2 separate regions of the Mus musculus genome follow, and region 1 is linked to region 2. Evidence: chromatin contacts called from public HiCAR-type data. All regions are on one chromosome and are shown on one strand. The core of a region is the stretch at or near the end of the contact, and the rest is flanking DNA. Distances in the headings are between cores, read along the strand shown. Region 1 overlaps Gm34790 (a long non-coding RNA gene). Region 2 overlaps 4930467J12Rik (RIKEN cDNA 4930467J12 gene).

Region 1 (7,425 bases), core at 3,510-6,009, 200 kb before region 2:
AGTTAAGGATCTTCCACTGTGCCAAGCCAAACCTGATAGATGAAAGAGTGTCCCAAACAGTAAAGCCAGCGCAGAATATTACAAAATAGCGTGAAAGATGGAGGAATTATCCTTTTACTCACAAGATAATACTATCAGGGAAAATGCGTGGACACAATCTAATCATATACAAGAAATTTGTGTTTAGCGTGTCATCTGCCTTCCTTGTCTTAGACAGAGCAAGTACTTCCTGCCATGACCCCACTTTTAAAACTGTTCCTTCCCTTCTCTAAGAGAAGAAAGAGCCTTAAAGAGTCTTTTTTTTTTAAATGTCAGACTCCGTACTCTGTGCAGCCAATTTTCAGTAATATTTATATTTCACAAACGCCTGGTGAGATGATCATGCTTACATGTTATAAGCAAAGAAGAGAAGGCAAACACTCAAGGCCTCTCGTCTAACAAGAACAAAGCACAGGTCTATTTGTGCTTCAGGTACAGCACTTACCCTTAACCCCAGGATGTTCCCATGTGGCCCTGGAATGAGTGTGCTTCTACCTTTCATATTGCCCATGTATCAGTCTGAATTAAAATGCCACCCTTATCCATACCGGGAACCTTGCTGCGAGGACTAGCCAATATACACCTCATTGAAGTACAACCACTTAAAAATTATGGTGAAAGGATCTTCCATCACTACCACGGTCCACTGGCCGTCAGGGTACACTAGAAATGTCTCTTTCAAGATTCCAAGGGTTTTCTTAGAGGGATAATTTCAGACAAAGGTACAGATTTGTGTTGTATGATTTGAAACATCTTAACCATGTTAGGACTAAAGAAAGGTCAACAGACATTGCTTCACCCAAATGTTAGATGCTAGGTTAAAAAGGCAAGGTTGGGAATCATCTGAAACAGGAAAGATTATCTAATCTAACTAACTGACTGAACTTGAATATATTCTCCAAAGTATTGGTTGGGCATCTGACCAAGTATCTTGAATGCCAGACAATTCTACAGTCAAAAAATTACGTTCGGTTTTGAGCAAGTAGGATTGTTCTTTCTATACCAAGAAGCTGGAGGTGGATGTGGCTGCTGACATTGCTGAAGGATTGCCCACTTGCTGAGAACTCCTTCAGCCCTCGGTGAGAACCGTTCGCTAGGGAAAAGGGCATTAAGAGAATCTTCGATAGGTCAGATGCTATAGGAGAACAATTGAGATGAAGACCCCATGGGATCTCTACCATAGGATTCATAAAGCATTCCACTTATATTGTAATGAACATAATCTAGTTCAACTTCGAGATGAAATATAAGTGTACTTAGTTAAACAAGCTCTAATTTGAATTAAGACAGTCAAATAATGCCAGATGAAAAGAAGAAAAAGGCTTAGAGTATAAATCTGTGCAGACATTCTTCCTCCTTTGTTAACTCCTTTTCTAGACTTTTTGCATTAAAACACCTATGTAATTAATTCAAAGACATCAAAAGTATTTCCAAAAAAAAAAATGACAGCCTCACTACTGTTTTATACATCTTTCTTCTCCAACAGCTTAAATCATCAGTGCCACCAGAGGGAGCTAGTTGATATCTTATCATCAGAATATTAATTTGATATAGTGAATTGTTACTGTATCTATGCTGTAATGCAAAATATTCAATGCACACACATAGTTGCTTGGGAAGGTTAACTTTGTTACTATTCTCTCCTCCAAAGTAACATTTCGGATTGCTTAAAATGAAATTTAAATGTGGCATTATCTCATTTAAAAGGTAAATGTTAAACAGGCCATGACAGTGCACACCTGTAACACCAACACTTGGGTGGCTGAGGCAGGAAGATTAGAAACCAGTTTTGGCTGCAGAGTGAGTTTCAGGCCAGCCTGCTGCTGCTGCTGCTGTGGGGCATATAGGTTAAAAATATGAATTAACATCATTATCAATATTAGAATGTGTTTAAATTAAAAAAATGGACAAATACAGTATTGCTTTAAACACAAAAACAAAACAAGAGCACTAAGTGCCTCCGTTTTGTGTCCAAATTCTGCTAAATGCATTGCTGTCTGTGTATGTGTCTAGGTGAATATGTTTGGGCATGGTTGGATGTGGAAGATGCTTGACCTTCTTTGATGGAAAGGATGGAGGAAAGCAATTTCCAAACTTCAACTCACTCTCGAGGTAGCATAATTTATTTTTGAGCACTGCAGTGTGGTCAGTGACATGTACAAAAGCCAGGTCACATTCCAGGGTATTTGTAAGAACACAGGTATCGCTTGATGCTGTGAGTCTTGGGGGCCTCCACAAAAGCCCTGTGATTCTTTGATCAACTATTTCTTCATCTACAGAAAGATGTAAGGAGGGGTTTAGGAGATGGGAATCATTGTGGCATGAAGTTCATTTTTCTGCTTAGACTTGTAAGATAGGTGAGGCAATAAACGCATTTCCTCACTACTAGAGTATATTTGATCAGATTTTCTGTCCCTCCTAGTGAAAAGTGCCCTAGTTCATTTACCAAATGGAACAATCTATGAAGTTATTGAGCAGTGCTTTCTCAGACATGACTCTAGGGAGAGTGGTCAACAATCGGTCAATCGCATCACTCAATTGATCAGGATATAAATAAAGGCTGAAGAACTGAAGCAACTACTTGTTTAGTCTTTACAAACTAAGGGTACTGAGAGGAAAGGGTGGGGCTCAATGGACTCCTTATCTTTGAGGAAACTTTATGGTTTGGGATCAGAAATAACTCATCTCTTCTATCCAGGGAGAACAAGAAGGTACTCTTCCACTGAGACAAAAACAAGAAGGTTCAAAAGAAGGGCTCAGAGCCTGGAGCCTGCAGATTCTTACTCTTGAAGAAGATAGAGTTCCTGGCTAGAAGCCTGAGTGAGCCCTACTATTTAACGTGCACATGTTTCTGTCTGGGTTGGGAAATAAACAGCCAAAGACAGTCAACGGGGCTAGATCTGTGATACAGGCCTGTAATCCAAGCTTCTCAAGAGGCTGAGGCAGGAAGGTCACAAGTTCAAAGTCTGCCCTGGGATACAAAGTGAGTTTAAAACTAGTCTAGGTAGTTTAGGGAGAGCTATCTCAAAATAAAATGTAAAAAGAAGGCTGAGAATATACTTCAATGGTAGAGCACCTACCTATAGGTAAGTTACATGTACTGTGTTCAATTCCCAGTACCACCGAAGAGAAATGGGGTGGGCAAGGAGAGGAAGAGGGACGGGGGACAAACAAAGAGGTAGTTCGTCTCTACCATCACTTGTGGCAAAGACAACTGAGCTGACTGTAGTCCAAGTAGGTATTACAAAAAGTGGCCAGCTTTCAAATCTCTTGCCCTTGTTCATGGCGGTAACTGTTCCAAACAAAATTCTGGTAATAAGAAGCTATAGGTTTGTGGCACTAGGCAATGAGGGGTGAAAGTAGAAGACATATAGTTAAGAGCTGGATCTCCTGGACAGACAACCACAGAGTAGAAGGGTCCTCCTGAACCCACCCAGAGACTTGACTTGTATGAAGACCACACAAGAAAGATTCCCAAGGGAGGGAAGGGATTAAAATAAAAATTGAGATTGATGCTTTAAAGTAAGTGTAATGAGTTTTAGTGGCTCAAAGTGACTGGAAATTTATGGGATCTATCCCAGATGGTATTAAGTGACAAGAAATGAAGAATGGATTAGGCATGGTTGAAGGCAGTGACTGGAAGAAATAAATCCTTTATGTATTTATACCACACTGAGCGAACTGTTCATCAGCTCTGTGGGGATACTGGAGAACATCTCCTTCTTCATTCCGGCAGCAGAAAATGGTCCAATGATCAAAAACTTTAGCAGATTAGAAGCAGCCATAGTGAGTGTGGCACCGGTACCTTCCCATCCATAGCCGCACTGCCTTGGTTGTCTTCTGAGACATCTGGTTGAGAGAGGGCCACAGAGAGATTACAGTGTATGTCTAATGCTTGCTTAGGATGCATTAACCAAGAATCAATACAGACCTTCATTTTGAGAAGACGTGAGAAAACAATCTACTTTTCCTGCATGTAATTTATGTCTCTTGTTCTTTTCTGCATGTTAGGAGACATTATTTTTTAAAATTTAAAGTCTAATTCTAAAAATGTTATGCTCTTTATCCCTCGTGATTTTTCTTAGGATCACTGAACTATGGGATAATTCTGGAAAGGGTGATGTGATAAGGCCCAATAAGAGAAGAAGCCATAGGTGTTTCATTGAAATATGTAGGGAGTTTTTAGCTAGTTGGGATCCTGACAGAATGTAGAAGATGTGGGTGGGCTGCAGAGAACTCCAGAGTGCCTGTCAAAAGATGCAGCTGCTACTCCGTTCCTGCTGACTGTTGCCATGTGAACACCACACCTGGTTTAGCCAAGTCTTCCAATTTCTCAAGATAAATGAAAATTTTACTTTTTCATATAAATTTTATTATTTTTAAGCATTGGCAACTACTCAAAACATTTCAAGTACTATCACAGCCAAACAAAGCACATCTGTGGGCTGATATGGCTGGTGGGTTGCCAGCAACCTCTGGCATAGGTAATGGGAGAAGGTGGTCAGAACTGAAATATGGGATGAAGGCTCCAGGATTGTTGATCATTATTGCTGCTAAATGGGCTCTGGATGACTCCCGGGCTGGAAATGAGAACGTTGTAGGAGGTCTGAAAACTAGGAGAAGCCAGTCAAATTTTACTAATGCTGAGGAATGGGGTACTGGTACTCCCAGGATGATGTAACTCACCACATGTAAGCTGCAAGAATAACTCTTTCAGGCATCCATCCCTGGGATGGGCAGGGAGACCAAGCGCCAGCTGAAGCATCTGCTTTGGTGAGGTGCATGTTACCAATCCGGGTCTACCTCAGTGAAGACCAAGAGGATGCAAAGTGAAAAGATAAATCCAGGCAGAAGACAGAATTTCATGAAAGCCTCCAGTGTCAGGGTTACCTTGGGCGAGGAAAACATTACAAATGCAACTTTTCTTAAGCACAGAGAAAAATCGTTTAGAGCCAAAAGGCCAAATGTCTTCCTCTCCTTGGACAGTGTTTTGGGTGGAGGTGGACTGGACAAGAGCTGGCCCACTTACAGAAATGAGATCAGAGTCGACTACGTGTGGTTCTAAGAAAATGCTACTCGGAGAAACCGACCAGGAGGTGAGCATCATGTTTGGACATCAAACTGAGTTGGATCTGTGCATTTCTTAGTTTTAATATTTTGGGGGAATTTTAATGAGTACTGTATTTACAGTCTTTCTTCTCTTCCTTCACCTCTTTCCAACTCCTTCCAAGTCTTCTCTGCTCCACTTTGTGACCTCCCTATCAAAGTATTTTGCCATGCACATAGATATTAATACACAAGTGTAAGCTAATAAGTCTGTATACTGTTGCTTACTTTATTTTATTTTAGAACCGAGTTCTGAGTACTGAATAACCAACTATGGGGCTGGTTCCCGAGGAAGACTGAGTTTCCCTCTCTCAGCAGCCAATAGTTCCCTGTAGCTTTCCATCTAGGGATCTGTGTATTTCCAAGAGAACACTCATCTGGCGTTGGCATTGCTCAGTTGCCTCCTAATTATTCTCCATGAATTTGAACTTGACCTCTACAGTTTAGTTCTGAACACAAGACCAAAGCCATACTTTAGAGACTTAAGTCTGATTATATCACTGTCTCTGCTATAAACTTCCAGGGATCACTTTTCATCTAAAAACCAATCCCAGAGCCTTTAAAAGGTCAAGGTCCCCTATCTGTTCTCGATTTCCTTATTTGGTGTCATCTGCTTCATCCCTAACCATCTTACTCATCTGCTAGAGCCAGACATGCTGCCCTCTCAGCCATTCCTGAACGTGTCCAACATCCCCTTTCTGTCTTCTCCACCTCCCCAACATCCACCCACTGGATTTCTTCAGTTTATTTTTTTTCAATCTTGCTCAGATTAGCCTCTTCTGAACCTCTCAGTGCCTATCAGCAGCTCAGCATCCTGCCTTGCTCCATATCAGTATGATTGTGGCTCCCAAATCATTTACCAGGACCTGGCAGATTTTCTTTGTATTTATCTATTCATATAACCATTTATCCCCCCAAGAGACCGCATACCTCATTTAGGGTTTTATCTACTGCTCTGTCCCCTAATCCTACAGCCTGGCCTATAGTAGGTGCTTGATAAATATGTGTTGAGTGAAGAAGTGAATGGAAGAGCAAATTAAGGAAACATTGAGTGACATCTGAGTAAATTAACAGAGACCGGGGAAGTACTTAGGCAAATATTCAGAGAGATTTAAAACATTGGTGTGTTCCCAATGCTTAAAAACATAATCGTGTAGTCTATTCCCCTCTGGTGATGAGTAATATTAGTGACACAAGGTTGAAAGGGTGGGTGGCTGCTTTCTGGAAAGGAGGAAGGCTGACTCCTTGAAACTGTTGAAAGATCAGAAAGGAGTAGGTAGGATTCCAGGCTTGCATGAAAACTTGGCTAGAGAGGGGCCCATATGTGGGTTTACAACAGAGAGGACATGATGTCTACAAGCCTGCTGAGATTGTGCCAGAATCTGCAATCAGAACCTATGACTTTTCTGTATTTCTTAACTTTCAGCAGAAAAAAAAATCCCACAATTTAGATATATTTCTTCAGAATGCTGCCTGTCATCGGAATCTAGTATTGACAACAGTCTTTGGGGATTCCTAGTGGGCTTGCCTAATTTGCTGAGAATTCTTTTCTTCTGTAATACATATTTATAAAACATGAGAGAGAGAGAGAGAGAGAGAGAGAGAGAGAGAGAGAGAGAGAGAGAGAGAGAGAAACATTTGAGGTATTTCTCCCAAAGCTATTTTTTTCTCTTTCTCTTTAAGATAAACAACATGTTGAAGCACACATCTATTATTTCTTTCTTTCTTTCTTTCTTTCTTTCTTTCTTTCTTTCTTTCTTTCTTTCTTCCTTCCTTCCTTCCTTCCTTCCTTTCTTTCTTTCTTTCTTTCTTTCTTCCTTTCTTCCTTTCTTCCTTTCTTCTTATCTACCCGATGAGGCTAGGAATGGGTGGAAGAGGCTAGACATAGGATGAAGTAACTTATCATCTAATATTAGCTATTTAACATCATGTTAATCAAACAGCCTTAACTAAAAAAGACTGGGAGAGAAAGGTGACTCTTATGTGACCACAATGAATGTCTATATTTGTGATGTGCAAGAACTTACCATTTTTAAAACTTAAATTATATTTTAAAATTTAACTTTATTTAGTTTCAAAGGTTTTTCAAGTGCCAGTGCAAAAAAAAAAAAAAAAAGCTTTGTTTTTTAGGATAATTTATTTTAATTCAAGTTTAATAAACTCAAGATGGGGAAATGACTCAAAAACAATGAAATGTGTTTTCTTAAGCAAGCGTATTAGGTTATAATACAAAGAAAACATGTGAATGAAACAGCAAAGGATACCATTTTTAATTAGAAT
Region 2 (6,759 bases), core at 3,850-6,349:
TTGGATTCGGTTAGCGAGAATTTTATTAAGGATTTTTGCATCGATGTTCATAAGAGAAATTGGTCTGAAGTTCTCTATACTGTTCTTTATAAGAGTTACCTTGGTCCTGGTGTCTCTTCACGGCAATGAAATCCTAACAAAGACAGAGATTAGTATCAGGGACTAAAATATTACCATGATAAGCCTGACCATGCTTTTTTGAAGTAATGTGAATCTTGGGACTTTGGAAAACAGTGGATACTTTAAGTAGGGCTTCATGGGCCACCCTAGTAGGAATATGGAAGACATTGGTGCTGAGGTGATTTGAACTGTGTAAGCCTACTAATTCAAGAGATTTCGGAGGAGAAGAATTTTACTGTGTGGCCTAGAGTCTGCTCTTATAATTTTGGTGAAGAATATGGCTGCTTTTTGCCCTTGTCTGAAGATTCCACATGAGGCTGAAGTAAAGAGATTTCAGTTAATAGCACTGACAAAGGAAGTTTCAGAAAAGCCCAACATAGACTTTGTTCTCTGGTTTGCTCTCATGAAGATCATTTTAATGAAGAGAAGCAAGCTTAGAAAGGAAAAATACAAAATGTATGATTCAAAGGATAAAAGGGCACCAGGAAGTAAAATGAAACTGAATCCTGTGTTCAAGGAGATAAACGAATTAAGAGAAGCAAGATCTCACCCTGCTAAACTTATTGTTCATGCTTTTGCAGTTGAACATGAAACTTGATCATTGTTTTCATTTGGACTTTTACTCTGAAATGAACTATAATCCAGAAACTTAGAGCACAGTTGTGATCCAGATCTTGGGGCTTGAAGACACAGGCTTTTGATCTGGATCTTGAGGAACAGAGGCCCTGAAAAGCTTAGGCCCAGGCATGATAGTATATACCTTTAATCCCAGGAGACAGGCAAGCATATGACTGAGTTCAATTCATGCTTTGTACATGCTTGGCTCAGGGAGTGGAACTATTAGAAGGTGTGGCCTTGTTGGAGTAGGTGTTTCCCTGTGGGTGTGGGCTTTAAGACTCTCATCCTAGCTGCCTGGAAGTGAGTATTCTGGTAGCAGTCTTCAGATGAAGAAGTAGAACTCTTAGCTCCTCCTGCATCATGCCAGCCCAGATGCTGCCATGTTCCCACCTTGATGATCATGAACTAAACTTCTGAACCTGTAAGCCAGGCCCAAGTAAATGTTGTTCTTTATAAGAGTTGCATTGGTCATGGTGTCTGTTCACAGCAATAAAACCCTAACTAAGACACTGGTACAGATCAAGTTCCAAGTAGAGAAAAGCTTAGGTACAGGTGGGGTGGTAAACACCTTTAATCCCAGAACTCAGGAGACAGAGACATTCAGATCTCTGAGTTCAAGGTCAGTGTACATAGCAAGTTCCAGGACAGCCAAATTTAGGCAGTGAAGGAGTTGGAAACAGAAAACTGGTGATAATGTAATACAAAAGGGAAGCCATATTCCAGCTCCAGTAAGCAGCAGGACTCAACAGCTTTGACCATGTGGCTCTGGTTTTAGGGAAAATAGAAAGGATGACTGGTTAGCTGGAGCTAAGAAACTATCAGTGATTAAGAAGAGACCAGTATCACTGAGGTGAAATCATCTGGGAAGTGTTTTCCAAGAGCATAAAGAAGCTATATTCCTGATATAGCCACTCCTGAGGCAGTTAGTCTTGGTAATGTAAGAATCACCAAGATGGTACTGGTTTTGAAAGCATAAAGGGGTCATGGAAAACACTTGGCGCTGTGAGAGTTCAGAAAAGCTCACTGGTGAAGGTGCAGCCTCAGTTGCAGTTGATAACCCAGGAGCGAAAGGGTCATGCAAAGAAGTTTTGGCTTGACACCATAAAGGGAGCCTATGATAAGCAATTGGTGAAGCCTAGTTGCAGAGAGAAACCCCAGCATGCTAAAGATGCCAGTAGAATGAGATGACCACCAGGAACAGCAGCAGCAGTGGAGTGGTGTGGAGTCAACCAGACCTTGAAGTGCTACAGAGGGCAAAACTAGAGAATTAACCCAATCCTTTTGAAGAGCCCAGAATATCATGTGTGGCATTGCCTTGGTTACCCCAAGATGTTAGAGAGATCACAGCCATGAGATACCTGGGAGTGGAGCCAGCTGAAGAGAGCAAAGTTTGTTGCTGCTGACTGCCAGATCTGCCAACAGCAGTCAACAAAGATGAAAGCAATTAAAAAGCTAAAAATAGCTTTGACATCAGACATGGAGATGCAGAATTTGGAGTTTGCCCTGCATGTTTTTTGTCTTGCGTTTGTCCAGTATTTTCTTACTATGACGTTTTGGAATGGTAATATATATTCTATGTTGTTGGAGTTATGTGATCTGCTTTTTTGATTTTAATTTCATACAGAATTTCAGTTAATTGATTGGACTGATTTTTGAGCATTGTTGAGACTGTTATAGACTATGGGACTTTTGAAGTTGGACTAAATGTATTTTTCATTATTCTAAGCCTAGGTATGGTCCCCATAGATTCATGTGTTTGAGTGGGACCAGGGAGTGGAATGTGGTGGTTGGAATATGCTTGGCCCAGGGAATGGCACTATTAGGAGAGGTGCCCTTGTTGGAATATGTGTGGCTTTATTGGAGGAAGAGTGTCACTGTGAGGTTAAACAATTCAACTCTCCTCCAGGCTGCCTGGCAGTAAGTCTTCCCAAATTTGCCATGGTCATAGTATCTCTTCACAGCAGCAGAAACCCTAAGACACACAATAACACTATCACTGAAAGATTGTAAACTGTAATCTCAGCTGTATTTGTAGTCCAGGGAGGGCTGTCCCAGTTGGAAAGCAAGGAAGAGATTTGCCATTAAAAGGACACATGGAGGATAGTTAAATTCAGAAGCACCATTTTTCACATGTTCAGTATTCTTCCTTTCTTCTCTTTTTCCCTAAGGGCCACTGGCAGACTAATTTACTTAATCTGGTAGAATTTACCATTTAGAACCAAGGTAAACCATCTCTTTGATGATATGATGAACAGGAATTGATTCTTTTGTTGTTATAATCAGCTCTGCACTGGTACACAACTGTTATCATTATACTGTTCTTCCTCTTTCCTTAGACTTTTTCACTGAAGAGACTAAACCATTCTCAACATTCAAAGGAAGTGAAGCATACAATGCTATTTGCTCCTGTCTCCTGCAGAGCTGCCACTAGCAAGGTCATTAATCCCCAGAGTAACTCCAAGGGTAACCACGATGCAAAACTGTTATGACATCTGAAGGTGGCAAATAAGACTCTACTGCTGAAGACACCACATACTTCAGACACAGGACTTGGGGAGAGAAAGCTGCCAATGACCTAGAAGCCTCTTCCTTGAGACTATCTTTCGCAGTCTCTGAAAGGCACCGTGTCAGCTGCAAAAGCAGAAATCAATAGTCCTACACAGATGTGAACCCTATAAATGACAGTAATAAACAGTATGTCAAGATATCCCATGGGTACAAATATGACACAGACCTTGATTGTTACAAACAGCCCATTAGATAGGAAGGAATGTGTGCCTGGTATTGTAAACCTAGACAACAACTATCCATGGCTAGTGAGACCATGAAGCCTAACCAGGAACCTATTACTGCCCTCTTTCTAAACCAATATAACTTCTAACTGCATTCTAAATGTTTATCCTTATTACCACAGGTAAATGTAACTCTCAGCATCAAAGAAATTTCTTTTTGCAGAACACAATGATAAGTACAGAAGCCTACAACTGGTCAAAATGCAGAAAAGAACTGTCCATGGGCTCAGCCCTCTCCCCAGTACAATACAATCTGAGGCTCATGAGACATTGAAGAAGAGACATAAGGACTGAGAGCCAAAGGACCAGGATGCCTGCAGTGAGATAATATCTTCTATACATGGTAGAGAATATTCAGCCATAGAATACGGTCTCAACAATATGGTCACCTAAACAAGGCCAGCACAATGAAAATATCAGTTTGTATGCCAACATGGATGGGAGAAATCTCAAAAGGCCTCTCCCCTAGATGAAGAGCTATGGCTCCCAAGAGAGGGAGATTCAGTCTTCTCCAGGAAGAAGCCCCCTGATAGGTTATCTAATCCCGAGTGATCGTCTCTAAACATATATACATACAAGCAATGCTAAATGAACGCAGCATGTTGTATTTATGTACACATATATGTGAATATGCATATGTAGCAATAATAATTAATAAAAAAGAGAGTCACAAATTTGAAAGGAATTTATGGGGTCAGATGAGGGTTATGGGAGAAGTTGGAAAAGGGAGAGGACAAAAATGATATAAATATAATGCTCATCTACGAATTCTAAACAACATAAACTTTAAAAAAATTAATTACCTAGAAATTACCAGTAAGAAAGGGTAATCTTTGAATATTATTTATTCCTCGGTCACAACTGTGCCTACTGACACCAAAACAGAGCATCCTCTGCAATCTTTAGCTCGGTGTTCAATCTGTGATGTAGGGCAATAAATAAGCCACAACCGTAAGAACACTGCCTGTTGCTTTCCTCAGTGGTGTGGGAGTCTTGTATTCTAAGCCATGGTGATCTCAGGCATTGTACATACATTTCAACTCTGTTCTAGACAAATTAATGACTCTTCCCTAACAATTCGGCTCTGCAATCTAGACACGCACAGCTTTATCTGAAATCCCCAAAATATGATGTCTGAGAATCGGGTGAACTTAAGTCTGTGTGTAAGGAGAGGAGCTCAAAATTTTGTGTTGAGGAAGGAAAATACGAATCATTGTCTGGAACTGGGATCACTTTTTTGCTAAAAGTCCTGGATAACAGAGAGCCATGCCAAAAAAAAAAAAATAGAATTAAAACTTTGACAACCTCTACCCTCTCCCCACAAAAATGCCCCCCAAAAGCAACCTAAACATGCGTTAGGGGGTCAAAAATTTAGGCAACCTTCCTGACAAAAGTCACCAAGGGGATAGTAATTGAGAATCAGTCAGTGACAGGCCACTTATAATAGTTTCGAAACATTGAATGCATAAACATAAGCTATGAATAAACCTGGGAGACGTAAGCAGGATGATTTGGTTTCACTGTAGGGAAACATTTCCGGGTGTTAATTCGACCCAACGTGTCTGCTGAAACTGATTAGAGGAGGGGGGTGCTGGTGATGGAAGTGGGACCCAGAATTCCACAGCACTGACTGTACGATGTCTATTCCGTTTCTGTGAAACCAAACTGCTTTCATCTGGCTAATTTCTTCCCTATTATGTTTGACTCTTGATGACAAATATGTGCGGAATGGTGCCAAAATCCAGCTGGCACTTCATTTTCTGAACTTGTTCCATGATGCCTAAGTTTTAAAGTATTTGATTTGGTTATAGTAGGAAATAAAAATTGTGAATAGAATTCATGGGAATGTTAAGATAACATGAAGAGGGATCGACTGAGAGTTAAAACTATCCCTATCGCTTGCTTTCTGCCCTTACTTCGCTCTCTGAGGATGATAGCAAGCTGCTAAAGTGTTCCTAAAAAAACTTTTAGTGAGTGAGTAAAAGTAGCTCGTTTGCTCGTAAGTGTGCTGATAAGACTACTCACAAAATGAGAATTAAATATACTTCCAAGTCTCAAGGGCTATTACATGGTTGCAGGTAACTAATAAAAAAGAAAAACAAAGCATAGCAATTTAAGTTTTTTAAGAAAGACATTAAAGGGCACTTAAAGGAGTTTTGAATTTTCCATTTAATGAATGTCCTATGTAGATATTGTGTAACACACAGTTACACAGACACACGACAAAGCCATGACAGCAAATACACAGCTCTGGTGGTCACCAATTCTAGGCCTGCTGTTGTTGCTTCACAGTTTCTAGGCCTAAAGCTTGAGCTAACAAACAGGAAAAAAAGACTGAAAAAAAATTGTAGAACATTGTTTTAAATGCCTTGCTTTTTTTTTTTTAGCTTTATGCTAAAACTATTTATGATACAAACATAAAAATATAGTAGACAGAATTGATAACAAGCTTTCATGTGCCTGAGTCCCAAATTCCCATCTACTGTTCCCATAGTATTTCCAATCCATCACTCTAATTAAAACAGTAGCAGAAAATCATTGTATCATCTAAAACAATTGATGTTTTAATTGTTTACAATATCAATTAGTCACTCTAGCCAAGGTGTCCCGTTTCTTACAATATCACTAGGCCACTATCAGCCTTTTTCACCTCCTCAGCTTAATCACTCATAAAAGCCAACGTGGATTGACCATATCTTAAAAAAAAAAAAAATGAAGCTTCATATACCATGCAGAGGCCTCTCATTTTAAATGCTGTGTTTCTTGGTTGGGAGCTCACAATGGTTTGTAAAGGAAAAATATTAAATAAACACACTAAAGCAATAATGTCCATCCCTTGCTAAAAACAACAACGTGTTTCAAGGAAAAGAAATTTTCAGAGCCAAAGCAAGGGGTGTTCGAGAATCTGGAGTTTCACCAAGTCCTTCGATCTCCAAAGACAGTGGAGAACACCGGGGACCTTGGTAACTAAGGAGCATGGTGAGTTGATGACCCCCCTCCCAATATGACATACATCACCGCCAGGTTTCTTTTTTGGATCTCATATCTCCCTCCAACATCATGTTAAAGGTTTCCAAAGTGAATTTCAAAGTGTTAAATTTACAATTGATTCTAAGGGCAAAGCATATTTTTTTAAACCCCAGCTCTAGAGTCTTTCCTATGCCTTGGCTTGTCCTCTGTTAGTGGAAATATATATCAACTAGTTCCTTGAAATATTTGTTAGTAAGCA

Evidence for each region. HiCAR-type assays count read pairs that join an accessible place to other places.
Region 1: a HiCAR-type map of fibro-adipogenic progenitors shows a contact between it and region 2, with 2.7 times the contacts expected there. The contact joins two enhancer-like sites. A contact is called at or near these places in 5 of 39 promoter capture datasets (HPC-7-derived erythroid cells, cranial neural crest, embryonic stem cells and 2 more) and 1 of 115 datasets of contacts at active chromatin or transcription factors (fibro-adipogenic progenitors).

Annotation. Positions count from the first base shown.
Region 1 is chr13:114,785,840-114,793,264 of GRCm38.p6, reverse strand. Gm34790 (a long non-coding RNA gene) reads left to right here. Exons shown (of 3, transcript XR_382937.4): 2 at 5,026-5,135. Among named protein-coding and RNA genes, the nearest start is that of Gm34790, 29 kb to the left of the region's middle. Within about 2 kb of position 4,759, at least 8 of the 459 cell types and tissues checked have an H3K27ac peak or open chromatin away from gene starts, as enhancers often do. A contact at or near this core is called in fibro-adipogenic progenitors, where this site is marked.
Region 2 is chr13:114,583,196-114,589,954 of GRCm38.p6, reverse strand. 4930467J12Rik (RIKEN cDNA 4930467J12 gene) reads left to right here. Exons shown (of 2, transcript NR_152116.1): 2 at 3,075-3,443. Among named protein-coding and RNA genes, the nearest start is that of 4930467J12Rik, 21 kb to the left of the region's middle. Within about 2 kb of position 5,099, at least 35 of the 459 cell types and tissues checked have an H3K27ac peak or open chromatin away from gene starts, as enhancers often do. A contact at or near this core is called in fibro-adipogenic progenitors, where this site is marked.